Linked DNA regions of Mus musculus: region 1 is linked to region 2. The links are chromatin contacts, called in public HiChIP or PLAC-seq maps. All regions are on one chromosome and are shown on one strand. The core of a region is the stretch at or near the end of the contact, and the rest is flanking DNA. Distances in the headings are between cores, read along the strand shown. Region 1 has its middle 18 kb from the start of Ttc30a2. Region 2 has its middle 4.6 kb from the start of Gm34657.

Region 1 (4,177 bases), core at 1,336-3,835, 200 kb before region 2:
CAGGAAACTCTTTATCCACTAAGCCATCTCCCCGAAAGAGGTTCCTTTGAAAAGACAATATGCAATTTAACTGTAACAAGCCATTTCTCCAGGCCTATGAACCACAACAAGAATGGGCAACTTGGCAGACATGTTGCCTCACACAAGAGGAAGGACAGAACACCCCTTTCTCTCCTAAAGCTACCTCCCAAGACAGAGCAGAGAAGAAACCAACTACAAGAAGACGGGACTAATTGTTTCAAGTAGGAGCAGGGAGGGGAGTGACAGAAGATAAAGAGGGAAAGGAGAAAGGGTTCGTGTGAACTTGGGAAATACTTCTCAATAACAAAGGTACATCATTGCTGGACATCACTGTAGTCAGTGAATGGGGAGGCGGGCACAGGAGGAGAGCGGAGAGTACGTTGCACCTTCTTACTTGGTAGAAATATTGGCAAGTGGATCCAACCATAAGATTTCAGGCCCTCCATGCTTTAATGTTTTTTGAAGTTTGATGGCTGTCACTAACCAGTTTGTCAACGTCCCCGGTGACTTCTGCAGAGTAAACGACTGGAGATTTGGTGGAGCGGAGTTTTCTGGCAGAATGTGGTGTGCACCTGAGGGTTGTCGAACTAATTATAACCTAAGTGGGGTATGGACATTCACAAGGAGTCTTCTTCCTGTGAAAATATCTGTACCTTTAAGTGTATCTCTCTTGGGCTTTGGGGAAAAGCCTAAATTACTTAGTGTTTTGACTTTACCTCTGCTGTGTAATCCTTCCTGAAGACAAAGATCCTCTGGGTGGACACTGTATTGCTTCTATGCACTGTCAGAGGAGTTCTATGAAAAGATCTCTCTCTTTCTTTTTTTAGTAGATAATTATTTTGATGTATACGGATGTTTTGACCGCATTTATATCTGTACCCCACATGTATGAAGTTCAGTCAAAGGCCACAAAAGGGCGTCAGATCTCCCGGAAGTGGATTACAGATGGTTACTAGCTACCATGCGGATGCTAGGAACAGAGCTGGAAGAGCAGCCAGTGTTCCTAACCACTAAGCCATCTCTCCAGCTTCTAAACGGGCACTCTTCAGACCTACATCCATGCTCTGAAACACCTCAGCATGGCTAAACGTCACCCGGGCTGTTTGTTTGTTTGCTCCCGTTCTAAATCCTGACACGGGATAATTTAAATCATTTTTAAAGTCTCTTGCTTGTTTTTATAACCCAAGAATGTCTTCTCAAGGACATAGGCGTGACAGCTTGAAACACAATCATCAAAGGAGAGACCATCCTTCTTACATCTGAACCCCGTACCCTATTCTGTGGTGTGGGGAGGGGAGCCCAACTTTCCTGGCATCAAAATAGTGGGACTACCATCTGTTGAGAAGACATGAGAAGGTGGCTTCCTTTGGCTGAAGCCACTTAACAAACAGACGGCTCAATCTCCTTCTCACCCCACTGCTTAAAAATCCTATCCCCGCTTCAGCAGAGTTGAATCCAGACTGAGTTCTGGCCTCTCACCAACTGCAACAGCCTTGAAAAAAATCCTCACGCCTACTTAACTTTGCCTGGTACAAGTCTTGTGCTGGCATCAATTGATGTAAAGACACTAAAGCCAAAATGTGTAGCGTTCCTCGCCCCCTGATTGCTTTAGGAAGGGTCATGGCAGCTAAGAGCTGCAGAGTCTACCATGCCTTCTTCCATCTCAGAGGCTTGAACAAGCTTGGGTTCACACTCCGTTTGTTCACCGGTCAGGGGGGAATCTCAGTACATGTCCCTGTGGAGTTTTTCAGTAAGTCTGGTGACACATGAGAGCAAGCCCAGAGATTTCCAGGTCAAGGGCCTGTTTCTCTGCAGTGTGCTTTGGTGACAGCCTTGGAGAACAAAGGGACAGTGAATCATTTCCTCTGTGCGAAGGTCATCTCTGCTGATCTTTGCAGTGCGGTGCTGACTTGAGAACCCAGCAGCTCTGAAGTCCCTTGCACTTAGGATCCTGCACCCAGCATGCCCCGCGCCTCTTGACTCCTTGCTAGCTCCTTCCAACTTTCTTCCTTCCCCTGCTGTCTTAAAAGGAAAGACCCAGGGCAGAGCCTCTGATGCTTACACAAAAGAAAAACAAATGGAGTCACACAATAACTTTAGCTGCGATCACTTCCTGGACCTCCAAGTTCCCAAAAGGGGGCGGTAGGGGGAGGGTGGTGGAGCGCATATCCATGGGCAGCTCCAGGTCAGATGTGAGGAGACAATGGCCAAAGTGACACACCCAGTTCGTGGCATCCTTGTCTGGGACTCCCTTTCTCCATCTTTGGATAGCCAATCGCTGTGTCTGCGCCTTGCTGCTCTCCAGGGCCGTTAGAAGGCTCAAATGAAATAACGTCTGTAAAGTGCTTAGTAAACTGTAAAATGCTTTACAAATGTAAGGGATTATTACAAACCACAATACAGCGGTGCTTTATGGTTTTATAAAACTACTGGCTGGAACTGCAGGAAGGGGAATCCCTCTGGTGATTTTGATTTTGGAAACAGGAGGGCTTGGGCCAGCCTGCTTGCCAGGCGTCAGACTCCTGGCAGCAGCTGTTTATCCCATCTCACTCAGCTCCGCACATATGGCCGCTGCGGGCCTCCTGCAGAGCCGACAATCTGCACCACTGAGTCTGAGCTCGGCCAGCGCAATCTCCACTCCACCCTGGCGCTGTCTGGCTTGCCAAGTCTAACACCTAGGAAACAGAGACCTTATCGCCTTGTACTTTACCACCAAAGCGTTTGAGTTGGGTTTTTGTTGTTCTTTTAGATGAGAATTTCCCTTCTTTAGCGACTGGAACAACTCAGATTCTCACCATAAAAAGCCTTCCTTTGAGCGGACTGAAAACCCCAGATGTTGCTCCCTTTTTTTTTTTTTTTTTAAGCTTTACTGTGATCACAAAGGCAGTGGTATAAACGTCTGCCCCGGGCCTGGGCTTGCACCAGCTGAGAAGGATTAAGACACTGATACATTCTTTTCTCTTTGGACTTCACACAGCAAGGTCGCATTAACCCATGCTGGCTGGCGGCAGAGTTGGCACCTGTGGATTCTCCTTGGCGCTGCAGCCAAGCCCTTGATGGACGCTTACGAACACTAAAGTGCAGCGGCCTTGCTGTTGATAACCGCTCGCTTCTCCCTGAGGTGTTCTGAAATTGTTTTTGCGTCTAAGCACTACTCCTGGGCTTGTAAATGTCACGAGGAATTATGAACATTTGCGGAAAAGTAACCGTTTGACTAATTTCCTGTTCCACAAAGCAAACACACCACCCTATGTATTTAGGATCTGCTGTTGGCACGCCAGGTTGTGGCAAGTTTCAAGGTTATAGGATCATAAATGGGATTAGATAAGCCAGACAGGGTGGCTCAGACTCTAGCAATTTTAAAGTATGAAAATTCCGCAGAAAAAAATAGGCAAACAATCTTGAAGGGAAAGTAAACTATAATAGCCCTACAAGATGGGGGGGGGGGGGGGAGACCACTGCTGTGGTGTGGCTGGGGACTCAGTAGTCCCGGGGTGGGGGGTGCATTTCTAGAATACATGCTAGAATGGATAAATATTTTAGAATACAAGACAGAAACGGGTCATAATTTTAAGAACAGAAGGAGTTTTCTATTTGATTCAAGTGTGGCCTGACACATTTTTCAAAAGCAAAAGATGAAGGAAATTACGAAGAAGAGTAGAATTGATGGCAGGAATCTGGAATTCCAGAGAGCAGAATGCATTGCGCCACATGGATGCCTTTGCATTTTAAATTATCTATTTCCTTTTAATTGACCAGATTAATTATTCCCACCTTGCCACTTGGCAGGTAGGGTCGCTGCTCCTTCACCACATTAATGAACCTATTCACGTTGCCTCTTTGTAATTAAGACTGTGAGTTACAGGTCACATTCTCAGATTGGTTTAGTGGACGGCCAGCTTAGTCTTTATTAAGGAAAATATATGACATCAGGCATTTCCCGCTGTAAGAGCCCTGATTTTCTGCAGAGTTTTCTTCCACTTGTCAGAGGAGGGTAGTGGCTCCCTGCCTTTTGTTTTGTCCAGAAGAAACACAGACCTGTGAAGGTGATAGCATCAGTCAAAGGCCGGACACCTAGAGGGTAGCTGATGGATCCATGCTCGAGATTCTTTATTGCTATGACAATCCTGAGCAAGTCCTTTCATGAGCTATTTGA
Region 2 (4,358 bases), core at 1,558-4,057:
AGGTCCAGTAATTAAAGTCTATCTTAGAGTAAGTTATTATCTCTTCAAAAAAAAATCCCTTTATAAACTTATTCTACTTGACAGATGAAATAGTGACATTATTGACTGCACATAATCACATATGTACTTTCACCAGTAAGCACTGTGGTCGAATGGATGGCTAAGCTATTCAAGGACCTGGTTTAAAATCTGGTCAAGTTGATGGGGCTGGGGAAAGGTGACTTTGAGTTTTGCTACCTTTGCAAATACTGTCTCTTGCATTTTGTAAAGTTTGCATTTTTCTCTGCTCAAAGTCCTTCAACTTCCAAACTCAAACCCCCCTATTCTTAAAGCCAGCAATCTTTCAAGTAAAAGAAAACTGCTGGGCTGGTGAGATGGCTCAGTGGGTAAGAGCACCCAACTGCTCTTCCGAAGGTCCTGAGTTCAAATCCCAGCAACCACATGGTGGCTCACAACCATCCATAACGAGATCTGACTCCCTCTTCTGGAGTGTCTGATGACAGCTACAGTGTACTTACATATAATAAATAAATAAATCTTAAAAAAAAAACTGCTGACATCCCAGAAGTCTCCTCCACGTGTAGCTTTACCAGCTACTGTTCTAGAAAGAGCCAGGCTACTACACTCTCCTTCCTGGGGACCTGTCTTTCCAACATGGGCCAAATTCCCAAGCTAAGTGAGCCGAGAAGCTGGGCCTGTGCCCTCACAAGTACCACACAAATAATGATGTCATGCCACTCCTGACAAGGGTCACAGGGCGTTGGCACCATTCATATTCCTAGCATACACCCTAAACTGCTTAAAGCAAATGGATTCAGGTCCTGGCCAAAAGGGAGTGGAGATCAGTCATAGCCTCAAAGCCTGAGCTTATTACAACATCCCCTCATTTTCTCAGGGCGGAGTGAATAAGGTGGGTTCTAGTGTAATTATCTTTATGTAACTGAAAATTAAATGACTGATAACTGAATAATTTAAATATTGACTTAAATACTTTTGCTTTGTTGAACTTACTTTTTGAAGGACATGCTACCGGGAAATAGGCCTTTAATTTTCTAGTAGATTGAAATTGGAATGGCTATAGGAAAAATGAGCAGTGCTCCAACAGATACCCTTCCTCCAGAGGTCCTTAGAGAGAGTTGCTCTTCTTGTTTACGATAGCTCTTCATACGATCTCCTATTTTAAGACCTGAAATAATTTAGGCCTTGCCTTAGAGAGATCAGGCTTTCTATGAATATAATTTCGCTGCTAAACAAAATAAAAGGAGCTTTTAATGGTGCTCGTCACTGTGCGTGTGAGTATGTGCATGCATTCATGCGTGTGTGTGTGTGTGTGTGTGTGTGTGTGTGTGTGTGTGTGTGTCTTCTGTCTGTCTATCTCTGTATGTGCCTACTCTGAGAATTGAACTCAGGTTTTCATTCTTACATGCCAAGACTTTACTGACTAAACCATCTACTCAGCTCTAGTCCTCAAATTGTATCATACATGCAATTTACCTGTAGAGGTCATGTTAAAATGTGGGCTCCATTTTGATAAGGTCTGGGACCCAAGATCCTACAACATTAAGCAGCTCCTGGAGTGCTGATGTCGCCAGGTAGGAGCCACACCTAGAGTAGGGGGTCTGTGCAAACCAGAAGGCATTGAGCACAGAACCAGGACTTGCAAACACCTCTGGGCTCAGGTCCTTGGTCTATATAGACTTTTCCTAACAAGCACACGAATCCTGTACTTCCTCGCTTCAATAATTCCTCTTCAAACATCAGTTTGTCTTTGTGCTTCTGATTCTCAGTGCTCATGTCTGAGTTTAAATGCTAGGTGTTCCAAGAAAGCTGGATATAGATGCCTTAGGCTTACAAGTTTTCGTTTTCTGTCTTTTACCAATCTGCTTTGATCTTTGGAAGTCTCGGCCAATGATGATGCGATACTGGGCTGGGGTCATAAGCTAGCCTTGAGTAAAATAAAGGGCTTTGCTAAAGTAATCAAGTAAGATGACCAAAAGGAAGGGATACTAATCCTACCAGAATAGGAAGTCCTTATGTGACTGAGCAAGACAGTGCAGAGGTTCCTCCATCTTGTTTTCTTGCTGAGGACATTTTAGGTTTGAGTAGAATTTTACCTTCTTCATGAGAACCCTTTCATGGAAAATTGTCCAACTCTATTCTAGGAACTTGAGGTCAATAATGTCCCAGATAGCTTACTTTGGCTTCTGTTATGCTACCTGTTTATGCAGAGCCCCCTCACCCAGCTAATTGCTTAGCTTGACTTCTGTTAAACGGTTTGCTTTTGCAAAACCTTCCCTGCAGCTGCCATGCGAGATTCCAAGATGTGGTTTTTGCCTTCAAAAACCCCTTTCTCTAAACACGATGCATTACACTTCAGTCCTGAATACAGAAGTAGAGTCGCAGTTGGAATAAAGAATTCCATTTGGCTGATGTCTGTGTGTTCATCTCTGGAGGGCCCCCTACAGCTCTTCTATGAATCCTTTATTCAAATGCCCACAAGTGGAAAGACATGCAGGACATGTAGACTAAAGCAAAAAGACTCATCCAGTTACCTCTGTAGAGAACAAAAATGATGGTCTCAGAATTGCTGTTGAGTGGCAGCAGAAACCAGCAGACCTTGTCATGTAGGTGGCTGTACGGTACATCAGGTAGATTTAGGCTAGCTCTAAAGCCTAATTTTCTCTAGAAAAGCAATGGCTCTACCTGGTAGAACTGCAGGTGATCATTCCCTTTCCAAGAGAGTCTTAGTTCACACCAAGCACCACGCCTACTAGCTAGCTGCCTATCAGCTTGTGGGCTGCACACACACCACAGCTGCCAGTGAATACCAGCAATCATGTGCTCAGGAAACCTCAGGAAGGGCTGGGAGAGCAGAAGTCAGAAGGCTGCGGTCATGCTTCCTGTTCAGACCACATGGTTACATTCAAGAGGTCAAGAAGCTCTCCACAGTCACTGCTGACATCACCACCACTTATCCCCAATGGTGTTGGTAGACTGGGAAAATCCCGTTTCACATAGCAAGCTCCTCAGCACCCTCACAGACAGGGGAAACACCTCTCATCTCCCTTTGGCCTTCCAAATCTCCCATCATTCCATCTGGCTGGCCTTAGTTACATGTGGAATTCTCTAGGCAGGACGGTGTAAGAACGGCACTGCTCTTGTTTTAACTGCAAATCGCTTTGCACTGAGGTAGACCATCCGCACATACAAATATTCAAATCATAGTGGAGGAGATTGGTGGATTTTCATATGCAAACCCCTATGGAGCCAGCCCCCAGCAAAGGAAATGGATGCTATCAGCAACTCCAGAAGCCACTGCACACTCCTTTCTAAGCCGGAGTGAGGCTCAGTGGTAGAACTAAAGCCCTCGATTCAATATCCACCACCTAACAACAAGTAATATAACCAATAAATGCAAAGGTGAGATGAATAGATAGTGCCCAAAAGAACTGCCAATAAATATATACAAAAAAATTAATGTCCTTAGTCATCGGGAAACTTGAGATCAAAACTACACTGTTTTTCCATTTTACCCAGTCAGAGTGACTATCAAACAGAAAACAAACAGAAAATGTTAGAACAGATATAGGAAGAGATGCCTTACACGTTGTTGGTGGCAAAGTAAGGTAGTCCAGCCACAAAACAAAGACCTTGTTATATGATCCAGCTGGCCAATTTCTTTAGATACCTAAAGGAATCTGTGTATGAGTGTCACCAAAAACATTTGCACACCAGTGGTTATCACAATACTCAGAGTTGTGAAATCAGCCTGGATATCCATCAACGGAAGAACGGATTAAGAAAAACGTAATCTATCCACCCCGTGGAGTATTATTCCAGGGGGAAAGCCCCAGATCCTATCTACCAACAAATGGGTATAACCAGATATCATCATGTTACATGAAATGAGCCAGACTTGGAAAGCCGGACACTCCATTTCTAAGTAAGAAGATCCGATCACAGTGGATCAGAGCAACGTCAGAATCCATTCATTTTCTTTTTCTTAAGTCAAGAACGTTTCCCTTTTTGTGTAAAGAACATACTTCACAAAGCTGATGGGGTAGCTCCATCTGTAGAGAGCGCCTCCCTGGCAGAAACAAAGCCTTGGGTTTGGTCCCGAGCATCACATAGAGTGGGTGTGGTTGTGAGTGCCTGCCATCTGAGCACTTGAGGATGAGAGGCAGAAGGATTGCCTTCAAGATCATTCTTGGCTACACTACAAGACTGAGGTACAAGAGAAGCTATTTCAGAAGGAAAGAGGAAAGGAGATAGGGGAAGGAGGGAGAGAGATTACTTCATTGCTGCTCTTTGGCATGTTCAGCTTGCAGGGTTCACTGCTCTCTTGCTCTGGAACTGCT

The links. HiChIP or PLAC-seq counts read pairs in DNA pulled down with a chosen protein or histone mark.
Region 1: a contact with region 2 is called in a FOXA1 HiChIP or PLAC-seq map of pancreatic cancer cells. The contact joins two enhancer-like sites. A contact is called at or near these places in 12 of 484 Hi-C or Micro-C datasets (the Ba/F3 cell line, CD8 T cells, embryonic stem cells and 2 more), 13 of 115 datasets of contacts at active chromatin or transcription factors (embryonic basal ganglia, embryonic limb bud, embryonic stem cells and 5 more) and 1 of 9 other capture datasets (embryonic stem cells).

Annotation. Positions count from the first base shown.
Region 1 is chr2:75,958,454-75,962,630 of GRCm38.p6, reverse strand. No RefSeq gene overlaps it. Among named protein-coding and RNA genes, the nearest start is that of Ttc30a2, 18 kb to the left of the region's middle. Within about 2 kb of position 2,585, at least 111 of the 459 cell types and tissues checked have an H3K27ac peak or open chromatin away from gene starts, as enhancers often do. A contact at or near this core is called in pancreatic cancer cells, where this site is marked.
Region 2 is chr2:75,762,015-75,766,372 of GRCm38.p6, reverse strand. No RefSeq gene overlaps it. Among named protein-coding and RNA genes, the nearest start is that of Gm34657, 4.6 kb to the left of the region's middle. Within about 2 kb of position 2,807, at least 131 of the 459 cell types and tissues checked have an H3K27ac peak or open chromatin away from gene starts, as enhancers often do. A contact at or near this core is called in pancreatic cancer cells, where this site is marked.